Linked DNA regions of Sus scrofa: all the other regions are linked to region 2. Evidence: chromatin contacts called from public HiChIP or PLAC-seq data. All regions are on one chromosome and are shown on one strand. The core of a region is the stretch at or near the end of the contact, and the rest is flanking DNA. Distances in the headings are between cores, read along the strand shown. Region 1 overlaps LOC110260334 (a long non-coding RNA gene). Region 2 has its middle 17 kb from the start of TBX15. Region 3 overlaps LOC110260334 (a long non-coding RNA gene).

The links. HiChIP or PLAC-seq counts read pairs in DNA pulled down with a chosen protein or histone mark.
Region 1: a contact with region 2 is called in an H3K27ac HiChIP or PLAC-seq map of skeletal muscle, with 6 times the contacts expected there. The contact joins two enhancer-like sites. A contact is called at or near these places in 1 of 47 Hi-C or Micro-C datasets (embryonic fibroblasts) and 1 of 2 datasets of contacts at active chromatin or transcription factors (skeletal muscle).
Region 3: an H3K27ac HiChIP or PLAC-seq map of skeletal muscle shows a contact between it and region 2, with 5 times the contacts expected there. The contact joins two enhancer-like sites. A contact is called at or near these places in 7 of 47 Hi-C or Micro-C datasets (embryonic fibroblasts, epiblast stem cells, fetal heart ventricle and 3 more) and 1 of 2 datasets of contacts at active chromatin or transcription factors (skeletal muscle).

The regions. Positions count from the first base shown.
Region 1 is chr4:102,456,303-102,460,275 of Sscrofa11.1, forward strand. LOC110260334 (a long non-coding RNA gene) reads left to right here. Exons shown (of 4, transcript XR_002343455.1): 2 at 1,395-1,511. Among named protein-coding and RNA genes, the nearest start is that of SPAG17, 140 kb to the right of the region's middle. Within about 2 kb of position 1,504, at least 5 of the 83 cell types and tissues checked have an H3K27ac peak or open chromatin away from gene starts, as enhancers often do. A contact at or near this core is called in skeletal muscle, where this site is marked.
Region 2 is chr4:101,899,762-101,903,976 of Sscrofa11.1, forward strand. No RefSeq gene overlaps it. Among named protein-coding and RNA genes, the nearest start is that of TBX15, 17 kb to the right of the region's middle. Within about 2 kb of position 2,385, at least 11 of the 83 cell types and tissues checked have an H3K27ac peak or open chromatin away from gene starts, as enhancers often do. A contact at or near this core is called in skeletal muscle, where this site is marked.
Region 3 is chr4:102,564,229-102,568,283 of Sscrofa11.1, forward strand. All of the region lies in intron 3 of LOC110260334 (a long non-coding RNA gene), which reads left to right. Among named protein-coding and RNA genes, the nearest start is that of SPAG17, 30 kb to the right of the region's middle. Within about 2 kb of position 2,788, at least 6 of the 83 cell types and tissues checked have an H3K27ac peak or open chromatin away from gene starts, as enhancers often do. A contact at or near this core is called in skeletal muscle, where this site is marked.

The sequences.
Region 1 (3,973 bases), core at 254-2,753, 560 kb after region 2:
ACACCTTCTTCTTACCATTCTAGTAGCTTCTCTCTCCTTTTGTGTCTTCAGATCTAAGGATGTGACATTCTGGTCTCCTGCTAATTCTCCAGTGATATACCAGCCCTTGTTTATTTCCCTTAACTTAAAAAAAAAAATTCGATTAAGTTTCCTCAATTGTCCTATTAAGTATAACATTTACTTTTCTCAGGACTGTTACTGATAAACACATTATAGCTGTATGATTTTATATCTGCATGACATTTTTCAATTAGATTAGAACTCCTTAAAAGGCAGGAATTCTAATATATTTCTTAAAATTTTTATTATAGTTGATTTACAATGTTGTGGCAATTTATGCTGTATAGCAAAGTGACCCAGTTGTACACACACACACACACACACACATATATATATATACATTCTTTTTCTTATATTATCTTCCATCATGTTCTATCACAGATTAGATATAGCTCCTGGTGCCATGCAGTAGGACTTCATTGGGAATTCTAATTCTTAAAATTCTCTTTTGTGCTTTTCCTCTATTGTGAAACATAATACTCTGATTATAAGGATAAGCATGTAATGCTTTCTGAAATTCTTCAGTTAATCATTGGACTGCTATGTACTAGACACTGTTTTAAGCATTGTGAATGCCATGATAAACAAAATGGAATAGTTCTTGTGCTTATGGAGTCAGTACTCTCCTGACTCTTAACAATTTCCCTACTGTAGGTTGCAATTCTTAATAAACAAAGTGTGTTCTAATTATTGACTATCCTGGTCACATCCTTTTCAAGCAAATCTCTCCTACCCACATCCCAGATGGCTATGATAAGGCAGAGCCATATTTAAGCTGAAATTTGAGAATCCAGAAGTGTGAGTACGCAGTGGAAATACACTGAGATATCAGAGTATGGAAAGAAATAGGCTTAGAAAGAGATAGGGATGCCGTGATGAATTGAGAGACCATTTTGCCTTAGTACTGATTGGATTGCCCATGATGTCTTACTCTGCTAAAATTCGTCTTCTTAGCTTCTCAGGAACTCTTTGTTAAAGTTTTATGACAAAGCTTCCTTTGCTTGGAAGAGTTTGAACAGCTCCTGGTTCTTTAAAGCCAAATGAATCTGAAGAAACATTGTCCCATGGAAAGGAGGAAAAGAGAGGTAAAAGTGCTCTGTAGACTTCCAGTTTGTGTTGCTGCTGCAGTTGTCAACACCAAAGCCCATGGGGGAACAAGCTGAACCAGTGGGTGGACCACGTTGCTTTCTTCCTGTATCCAATAAAGACTGCACTGCTTCTCAAGCTGGGCTTTTAGGCAATCCTGCTTCATGAATCATAGCCCTGCAGCTTGTTTTACTTTGCCTGACCCTCATACTCCACACCCCCTCTCATTGGTAATTTTGTTTTTCTAGATGTTGAGAAACTGCCAGATGGATCCCTTGCTTCACTTGATCCTTGGATCATTCGTACACCTGCCACTCCTGCTGGTACTTGCCACTGGCATTCCGCTGTCTAAGAGGACTGCCAAGGTACATTTGTCATAGCATGGCTCATTATCACACAAACTAAAGGCAGGGCCATGTCCTAAAACATAAGTATTGAAATTGCCTTTAAGAATCCTGTTAAGCTAAAAAACATTTATGGAATCTGTCTGTAAAATCTCATTATTTAAAAAAAAATTCTATAATCTACTGGTTGCCTTTTATCCACAATGCTCCAGTCTCATTGCTAAGAAGTCATTTTTGTAGCCTCTGTCTGGTTTCATTTTCTGGGACCAACCTTGTCAAGGGTAGGGAGAGCATAAGCGAGCTCAAGAAATTCAGCCCTATGTGAATCTTGTGTTTCCTGTTCTGAACTTACTGTTTAGTTCTAGCACCTAGACTCCTGCTTTGCTCTGAGACCCAGTACCCCACCTTGTGCCTTAGGGGTGGGTAGTTAAGCACAAGAGTCATTTCTGGTTTTGCTGCCAGGTGCCTTTGCGGGTGTTTGAGAGACCCCTTATAATCCTTTTAAATTTTTTACAGAGCTTTTGCACCCTTTGTCTCACCTAACTCTCAGAATAGTCTCATTGAAATCAACTGTTTAACATTTAAAATCCATTTTAATGGAGCCAGGACTGGAATAAAGCTCTCATAACTCCAAAATCAATGTTTTACATATTTGAACAGAAAAGGAACCTGGTAGTAGAATCCTCCAAGTATAATAGAAAAGGGCAGGGTATTCCTGAGCCAGGTTCCTTAACAGGCGTTATACAGACCAAAGGGAGGTTTGTAGGTAGGCACACAGGAAATGAAGACTGCAGTGGTCCCCTGGGCCTGCTTGGTTCAGAAACTGTCTGATTCCCTCCTTCAGCTATTTAAGATTCTAATACATCTTTCACAGTAGTCAGTGCAGGGTAAGATCTATAGTACAACCCCAGTGGCTCCTCTGAGACAGTATATATTATGGTTCATGAAGCAATTAAAAAAAAGCAAAGCATTCCTCCTGCGCAGGCAGACTCCTGATAGGGAAACCCATGCCTGAGAACAGCAGCAGAGTTCTCTTTCAACTATGTGCAGCGGCAACCTAAAAGGCAGGTGAGAAAAGCAGCTGCCTTTGTGGTTTGATCGGAAGAGTCCTCGAATGGCCCTCTAGTCCCAAGCCTAAAAGTCTCCACATCCTTTGTCTCAGAACTCCCACTCCTTGTCATTCTTTTGGGTTAAGCATTAAGGAACTTTGTTATAATACTAATGTGTCATTTGAGTAAACCATTATTTGCTTTGAGCTACCAGATTGGATTAATGCCTGATGCATGATGAAGATCTGATTCATCACAGTGAATCAGTGGGTCACTTAGCTCTAAGACCTGGACCCCCGGGCACCTAGAAGTTGAAGAAGGGATGGAGTGGGTACTGCAGGGGGGCCATGCTGGGAAGCCAGGGCCCCGGCATAGACAGGGGGTGCCCAAGAGTGCTGGAAGAACGAGCTGGAGATGCACCATGAGGGAGTACTGACACCGAGAACTGCCTTTACCATTGTCGTGAGGCACCAAGACATAGCTCACGGACCCGTGGAGAGCTAGACTGTTCCATGCTTAGAAAAACTAATTTAGAAAATGTGTATTCTCAGCAGCATAACAGTTCCATCTGTGAGTGAAACAGAGCGCTTTCCTTGGGAGCAGCAGCAAGGTTTAGCAATGGCCCAAGGCCCAGACCACTGGGCAGAGGCCCTTTCTGTTGGGAGAAAGAGTCACACTCCCCTGTTATTTTGCGACAGCCTCAGGACCCACAGGCTGCCTGAAATGTGCAAACTGCATAATTCAGCATGAAAGTTGCCAACAATTTTTGGCTTCAGATTTTTAACTGGTTTTCATTTAGCAACAAATTCAATTTTTTTCCCGGGACACTTTGTGTTTTGATGAAGAAAAATTAGGTGACCTTTACTCAACTTGGCAAAAGAGAGGGTGAGCAACAGTGATCCAGAATAGTAATTACAGGGCTTACTAGTCCCATTAAAAATCCCAGAGCAGCCGTCGGCAGTTCCTGCTCACGTGGTTTGAAAAAGAGGAATGTTCTGTCCTTAAGAAATGACTGTCCATACTCATCAAGTCATGAAACTATGCAACCATTAGTGAATTTAGAGACAAAGCTTCTGATGTGAACAAAGGGAGTAGCATTACCCACTGACTGACTTGAACCTGAAAGCTGGGGTTTCATCCCCATTGCTGTGCTACAGGGCTTCCAGCACCATCTCTCACAGAAGATGTAATTATCAGGTAGAAGTGCCACGGCTGTAATCAAGTATGTGAATAAACTGTAAATTGACTCAACACGTCTCATCATATCCATGACAAACCCGGAACCTTCTGAGGACAGGTAGGGCTACTCAAACCTCCCACCCATCACACTTCCGACAGAAATGGTGTCCCAGCCTTATGAGACAGTGGCCTCCCAGCCACACTTAGGGGTTTAGGAGGTTGTTCACTGCCCTTACAGAAGGTTCCACTGGACAA
Region 2 (4,215 bases), core at 1,135-3,634:
TTAGCAGCAATGATGACATAAAGGAAAATTACATTCTGATGCAGAATTCAGCCTCTTCGTCTTTCTTCTGTCTCTACAGCATGAAGCTAGGGGCCCATAGAGGATCTAATATCAAAAGGAAGAGGGTAATACCACTACATGGAAAAAAAAATAATTACCAAATTTCCTGAATAGTAAACAGCTTAAAAAAAAAAAAAAAAAGGAAGAAGCTAAACTCTTTGATAGCTTGGCCCTTGGTCTGCCCGTGAATGCCTTAAGGATTATATCATCAGACTGACTCCAGCAGTCCGTGCTATTGTTTCAGAAGGAGGAAACAGCGAAGAAGGCTTGGGGGGAAGAAAAGGGAAAGGGTGGGAACAGCGGGTCTGCACCTTGGGGAGAGGAGAGTTAGATTTTGAAAGTGCAGTTATCAAACGTTATGGTAGTGAGGCTAGAAAGACAAATTGAACAATTTCTCAGCGTCTGCGGGAAAGAGGTTTCTCTGGGCTATTTCTCCTTTTCTTGAGGGATTAACGTAAACGTTTGGTTTCAATAACTTTTCTACCACAGATGACATTAGTTCAGCAGAGAGAGAAAGCGACCTCAAGTCGCCCAGAGATGTTGTTGCCGAAAACCATCACCTGGGGGCAGTCTTGTGACTGTTATATTTCTTCTGCCTCACTCTGGTACGGATATTACTACTTTTTTTCCTAGATGTGCTCAGTTGCTTTACCCGAGGTGGAGAGGTGAGAAAGGAGGGGGGACGGCTTAGGAACTGAGTATTACCACCTTCCTCAAAGGAGGTGATTCCACCAGAGTGTGCTGGAGGTCGCGAAGTCACAACAGTTCTCTTTTGGTTCCTGGAAGCTGAGTCGGCAGAAAGAGGCCGCAGACACTGGGTCCTGGGATGCTAACGACCTCAGCGGGATGGCGAGGACGGGGGACCTGGGATTCCTCGGAATCAGGGTCGGGGCATTTCCCGAGACCTCTCACCCCACCCCTGAGCCCCGCACACGCTCCTCTGCCCAACCCAGCCAGCCCCTCCGGTTCCGAGACCCCCGGTCCCGCCCACGACCGCTCGGGGACTTGTTCGTAACAGGAGGAGCAGGGCGTGGACACTGCGCCGCGCCCGCCGACCCCAATCGTCGAAAAGCCAGCCCCGGCCCCCAGGCTGCCCTGAAGTCTGGCTGCGTCCACAAAAGTCAGAAGTTCTCGTTCACAAGCGAGTGCGCCCCTCGGTTCGCTCCGGAGGCGTTTCCCTGCCGGAACCCAGGCCTCCTCAGAAGGCCCCCGGGACGCAGAGACAGCCCAGGCCGCCCGCCTCCGGCCAGGGGGCCGCGGGCGGCGGGCCGAGATCCGGGGTCACCGGCCGCACCCTTCGCAGCTGGGGCACGAGACTGTCTGAAACCTTCGTGCCGTGTGCAACGCAAGGCGGTTAATGTCTTAGCATTAAGAGGCCCTAAGGCCTTTCTGTGCCAGAGGATCAACCCCAGGAAAGGGAAGCCGAGGACGGCCTCCCGCGGGCCGTGGGCGGGCACACTAAGTCTGGGGGGTCGTTGCTCTGCGTGCAGGGGCTGGGGCGGCCCGAGAGCCGGCGGAGTGCTCGTGCAGTCGGCCGGGCGAGCCGCGAAAGTGTAAAGTAAAAGCCCAGAACACCGAGGCCGAAACAAAACCAGACCTCGCTCCACAAAACCGAGGCGGGGATTCGGGGTTTATGAGCGAGGACTTCCTTGAGGCTTTACGTCCTCGCTCTACGGCCCACTGTGCAGAAGAAGGGGGCAGCCTCCGCGGGCAGGAGGAGGGGACCTTTCCCGGGGAGAAAATGTCAGGCCGAGAACTCTGAGCAAATGGGCTCCTTGAGCCCTTGACCTCGGCCTTCACCACGAGTCTGCTCCGGAGGCCTCCCTCGGGCCCAGGCCCGACTCCAGGCCACGCGGCGTCAACTGGCCGATCGGAGTCCCTGGGCTCGGCCCGCCGGCTCTACGGAATTCACAGCGGGGACCCACTTCTCCGGAAGTTGTACCCTTCGGGGCAGGACCTTGCTGGGAAAAGAAAAAGAGGCTGGGGCTTTTCAAAATCTGGAAAAAAAGAAAAAGATGTTCAAACGGCTTTTTTTTTTTTTTCCCTGAAAACGGAGAAGAGGGCAATCCCTGGGTTACGGTGGATGAGGCGCTCCAGCCCCTCTCCATCTCTAGCCCCTAGAAATAAGGCGGAGGGGGGCTGCTTTTTGCCCCCTCGCGGGCTGCCGTAACGCCCTTGCGACCCGCTCACGTTGCGGGGGGCGGGGGTGTACGCGGTGGGGCGGGGCGGGGTAGGGGCGCTCGGAAACCTCGCGAGGGGTCACAGGGCGCCCGAATCCAAGGCTGCTTCAAGTCCGTGCGCATGTGAAATCCCGGGGAGCGTCAGGTACAAGTAGCCCGCGGGACCGAGAGGCGGAGTGGGACGCAGAGCTGGGCTTCCTAGAGGACTGGCCTAGGATTCTGGCCTGGAGCTCGGCTCCGCCTCTCCCCTCTCCCCCCTTTCCCCCTTTTCCCCCGAGCCCCGCAGGGCGGCTTCCCCGCCTGCAACAAAGGAGGCGCAGCAGGCTGGTCTGTGTCTGAATCGCAGACACGCCAGTGTCGAATACGCCTCCACTTTGCCCCGCGAAGGGGAGAAAGCGCAGAGCTGTGAAGGGTGCGTTGAGCACCGCCCGTTTCCTGCGCCGAGCGGTCAGGGCTGGACTCGTCCCGCCTGGCTCCCGCGCCGGTGGGCGGCCCGGGCCCGCAGGCAGCCCCGCTGCCTCTCCCACCCGTCCGCACCACTGCCACTGCCCCCGGTACAGGGAGGGAAGCTCGCGGCCGGGGCTCATTCTGGGTGGTAGCTGCCCAGCTCCGTCTTTTAACGATCCGACGTCGCAGGGGCGTGAGCGTGCGTCACCTGTACAGGTGCAGTGGAAATGATTGTGCGCGTTTAATTCCGAGGCTACATTTCCAAAATCGAGATGGTACGATAAGAGCGATGTTCAGAAATGGAAAAGCCGTTTACTTCACTTGTTTAGGGTGAAAGTGAAAATGTTTTCAGCTTGCTGGGGCTGGATGATTTTCTCCGTTGTCTCCTTCACTAGACATAGCCAAGGTGAATGGACGTTTAGAGAGGTCGTGTGCGGTTTACACTGTACTCTGAATCTGTAAAAGGAAGAGGCTTCGGTTCGCAGTACCTACTCACTGCCTTCGCGTTAGGAGAATTATACCCGCCTCGGCCGTTGGTGCAGCGTGTGCTGTGCTCGAACACAACAGCATCTGGACGAGTTTTGGCGTTCAGTTCCCACCCCCGCCTTTGCCCCAGTCCCTCCAGCAGCATTATTTTCTACTGTATCTTGTGGTCAGCTTGTCTATTTCGGGTCATCTTATCTTCCTCTCCACCCACTTTGTCACACTCTCCCCCGAACTGGACCAAAAAAAGAGACACCTGTAGACAGAATCCCTATACTGGTATCGGTCTGCTTGGCTTGGGTCATCATAGAATTCAAAGTCACAGCCCAGGAATATGCTTGTTTATGCAAGGCTGTATATGTACACGCAAGGCTGCTGAGCCTGATTCACCAGCTCGGGTAGGTCTCAGAGGGTCTCAGCATTGATACTAGGGCGTGTAAATCTGATTTTCACCGACTATGCCATGAAGCCACAGACTACTGGCTCATTTGTTGCTACACTTCCAGGTTAGTGTTTGCTGGGCTGGTCACGCATTGATTAAGTAGATAAGTTGAAAAGGGCTTATGAAAATTGCTGTTAAAAAGCTAAGTGATATTTTCAGCCTACTTGTAGAGTTTCAGAATTGGGGAAATAAGGAAAACTGAAGACACCCTTCCCCCATTCTGCTTTTTTTGTAGGTATGACTACAGGCTGTGTAAAGGAATTTGTATAGTAATGTGTATTCGTGTGTCCATGTTTGGGGGCATGAGGGCATGCTAGTGAAGTATGCATCCGTGGAAAATGACCTAAATCAATCTTTCCTTCTTTCTAATATATGTATTGAAAAGAATCTCTATGGTTGCAGGGTTTGTAAATCCCAAGCTCCTTAGATCGCTCCTGGAAGGAGACCAGGCTTTAGGAATGGAAAGCATTATTTAAAAGGGCTCTAGCACACTCTGCTTTTCTGCATTTCCCCCAAAGGTAGTAGGACTGGAAGTTGGAGCCACCCCACTTCCACACCTGCACAGGAGGAAAAGTGTGAACTCCTAGGGTGCCAGCAGAATTA
Region 3 (4,055 bases), core at 1,538-4,037, 660 kb after region 2:
CCGGTACACTACCCTTCCCTGTCTCGCAGTATATCAAAGAAAACTAATATATTTGGATTTATTATTAATAAATCTAAAGTCCTGTTATTATTCTGTCTGATTTTCTGACCTCAGACTTGAAGGTCTATAACTGTACCTTACATGACATCAAACAGAATCATTCTGGGATGAAGGCTATTCCACTGCTTCCTGAATTGAAAAGTGGCATGTCATGTGACCCTTTTCACTTGGTCCCACAGATGCATAGCTGTGTGTACACAATAGCATTAAACATGTCAGTTAATCCCCACATGTGACCTATCCATTCAGAAACAGTCATCTATCCAGTATGCGCTGGGCTGTGTGAGAACAATCTCAGAGAGACGCTCTTACCCCACATTGAAGGAAAGCATTTGCCTGTACACAGAACCAAACACTCGGTGTTTCTGGCTCTTCAGTGCATCTTCTCTCAAGGCCCTTTATCCATCTGAGTGCTCACTTTTTATACTGCAATCATTTATTGTTTAAATAATGTTGCTTGCTTTTCAGATATATTTTTATGTGAGCTGACACCTCTGGACCATTAATTTCCATTTCTATAAGTTGTTTATATTATGCACCACTAGTCAGTCACCAGGATAATAGTGGGCTTTTCTTTGATGTACCTCAATCTGCACATCTGCTTCAGCTTCTCTACCAGATGTTCCTATTTATTTATATTCTTTGCTTAAGTTTCTGAGATATTTCTGCTCTGGAGAAAGACATATTAGTACAACAAACTATATTACACAGAATGTCAAAATAGCATGCTCATCAGAACTGAGCATAACAAAAAAAGTGATATGATTCTATAATTTCTTAATGTCTACTTATAATGAGTTCTTAAATCCTTTCTTATTTATATTCTAGATCTTAGTAGTCTTGAAATATCTATTGGCACAATGCAAAGTAGCCTTTTAAAAATTGTTTCTTTCTGGAGTTCCCTTTATGGCTCAGCAGTTAATGAACCCGACTAGGATCCATGAGGACATGGATTCGATCCCTGGCCTCGCTCAGTGGGTTGAGGATCCGACGTTGCTGTGAGCTGTGGTGTAGGTCACAGATGCGGCTTGGATCCCCTGTTGCTGTGGCTGTGGTTTAGGTTGGGCGCAGCTCTGATGTGACCCCTAGCCTGGAAATCATCTAATTTAATCAACCCGGTTATATCTGCCTGGGATGATTTACTGTCTGTAACCACAGTCCTCCCTCGGTATCTGCAGAGATTGGTTCCAAGACCTCCTATGGATACCAAAACCCTCAGATGCCTGAACCCATTTATAAAATGTCATAGTGTTTGCATATAACCTAAACACAGCCTCTCGTATACTTTAAATCCTCCTTTGATTACTTATGATACTTAATGCCATGTCAATGTTAGGTAAATAGAAGCTGGTGGGCCTTGAATCCAGGGGTTTTTTTTTGGAGGGTGGGGGGAATTTCTAGATTTTTTTCCAAATATTTTTGATTCAAATTTGGTTGACTCTGTGGATTCGATACCCGAAGGTACAAAGAGCAGATGTGTATCTGAATTACCTCTAAGATGATTTCCATAGCATCATTGTTTATGTGCATTGAACTCTTACTATGTGACCCATGCTGTACACCTTGCAGACATCCCATTGAGTCCTCATGCTCCCCCCAGGAGTCAGTCACCACTCTAATGTCCATCTTACAGCTGAGGACACTGAGGCTCCATGAGGTAACATATATGGCAAATGACAGAACCAGGAATCAAGCTTAGAACTGCTTAGCTCTTTCCTAACATCTGTGCTATCCCATGTCAGTATCAAATAGAATGACTGCATCAATAATCAGATATATATTAATAGACACAATCAGAAAATAAATGCTTTGCCCCACTTCCATGTAGGAACTTGCTTTAGATTAATTTGTAGAAAAGAAGGAGCCCCAGATCGGAGCTGGGACAGGTTCCCCCAGGTCCCACTTTCTTAAACTGGGACGCATATACTTTTGGGGATGAAATAGTGCATCTTCCTGGAGAATTCATTTTTCCTCAGTGATAAGTAATTTAAAATAATTTTTTATCAAAGCAAACACGGGTATGTTATAGAATGAATCAAAAAAGTTCCCTTGAAGTTTAAATGAGCAGATTTCCTCTTTCTGGGTGAATTGGCCCAAGTCTGGGCATCAGGCATGTCGTCCCTTCTGCATCCAGGGTGTGTAGACCCACAGCCGAGCAGGGGAGCCCTGGCAGAGTCTGGAGCAGATTATGGGGGGGGGGGTGCATTTCATTCTGGTGACAGTTTGGAAGATGGACGTGAAAGAAGCAAGACCAGAGGCAGAGAAAAGGTTAGAAAGCCTGACAATGAGGGCAAAACACAGGTAAAGGATAAGAAGCAACGCTCAGCTGTTTCTCACACACACACACACACACACACACACACACACACACGCACATGCACACACACACACCCACACAGAGCCTGCAAAATGAAGATGTAAACGACTTAAAGGGCATATGTCCAAATCTCTCCTTCCACGTCCCCTCCCCAGCCGCGCTCTCTTCACATTGAACGTTGGCCACATCTGTGTACACTTGGCCGGGTTTGCTCATTCAACCTGCCTTACCCAGCAGAGCCCCTCCAGCCACAACCCTGACTAAACATTTTCACACCCTGGGCAGTTTGCCATGGTCATTTGGTCACAGCCAATTATGTTTCTGGGCAAAAGTCCTGAGGAAGGCCGAGCGGTCTGCATAATGGTGCTCTCTATCGTCCGAGAGCGACACGTGTTTGGAGAAAGAGGGTTTCATGGTGGGAAGGAATGTTGAATTTTTTTTCTCCGTTTCAGCTGACGATTGTTGTTTCAGGATGTAGCGACTTCCATTGGTGAGAGAGATTTATTACTCACTTCCTGGAGAGGGCGATTTTCTCTCAAGTGTGAACATTTAGACGGGGGCATCCAAAAAAGTCACTAATTTTGTGCTTTTGCAATTTAGAGGAAAAGAGAAACTTAAATCTGCCCAATGTCCCTCCCCCCCCCCCCCCGCCTCAGGAATGAGCAGGGCCCTGCTCTCCAAAACCGCAAGGCAGAGAGGCCCCCGCGCTCCGTTTTTGCAAGGAGGGCACAGAGTCCCCAGTGGCAGCACAGTCTCTGTAACCACAAACTAACACAGAGTCTTCAGTGACTTCGGAAATCCACTGCAGCAGAGGCACAACACAACTGCTTATGTATCCTAGTCCCCCTCACATCCCAGGGAGGGCTTGGAGGATGTGCTCTTATTCTGTGATGGTTTTCCTGAAGGGGGGCAGGGAGGTCTCAGTACCCCCTAGGCCTTCTTTTTCTCACTCTAACCTCTCCTCCCTGGGGCATTTCCTCCATCCTGCTGCCCTCCTGGCCACTCATGGGCAAATGACTGACCCCTCCTCCTCACCCACACCCAGGGCTCTCTGTACAGCAGCCACCTAACCGCAGAGGCCAAACCCTGAAAGTCAAAGGCCGAGCGCATCGCCTTCCCTCTCAGTCTTGTTCCTTCCAGCGTGCTCCATATTTCAGCATCAACAGCCGGCACTGTTTTCTCAGACCAGAAACCTGGAGCATCCTCTGTCTCTCCCTCTCTCAACACACCACTTACTCAGTCAGTCAACAGTTCTAGATGGTTCCTACTCCTAAGCACCTCGAGAAGCTGCTGGGTTTACTTCTCTGCATCCCCACCTCCACCACCCAGTTGGTCTGTCTACCCCCAGTCTTCTCCTCTAATTCTCTATCACTGTAACCACACTGCTACCAAAGAGAATATTCTAAAAAGCAAGACTGGAGTTCCCGTTGTGGCTCAATGGAAATGAACCTGACTAGTATCCATGAGGATGCGAGTTTGATCCCTGGCCCCACTCAGTGGGTTAAGGATCTGGTGTTGCCTTAGGCTATGGTGTAGGTCTCAGACGCGGCTCTCAGATCCCGAGTTGCTGGAGCTGTGGCATAGGCTGGGATCTGCAGCTCCAATTCGACCGTTAGCCTGGGAACGTCCATATGCCACGGGTGCAGCCATCTGTGTGTGTGTGTGTGTGTGTGTGTGT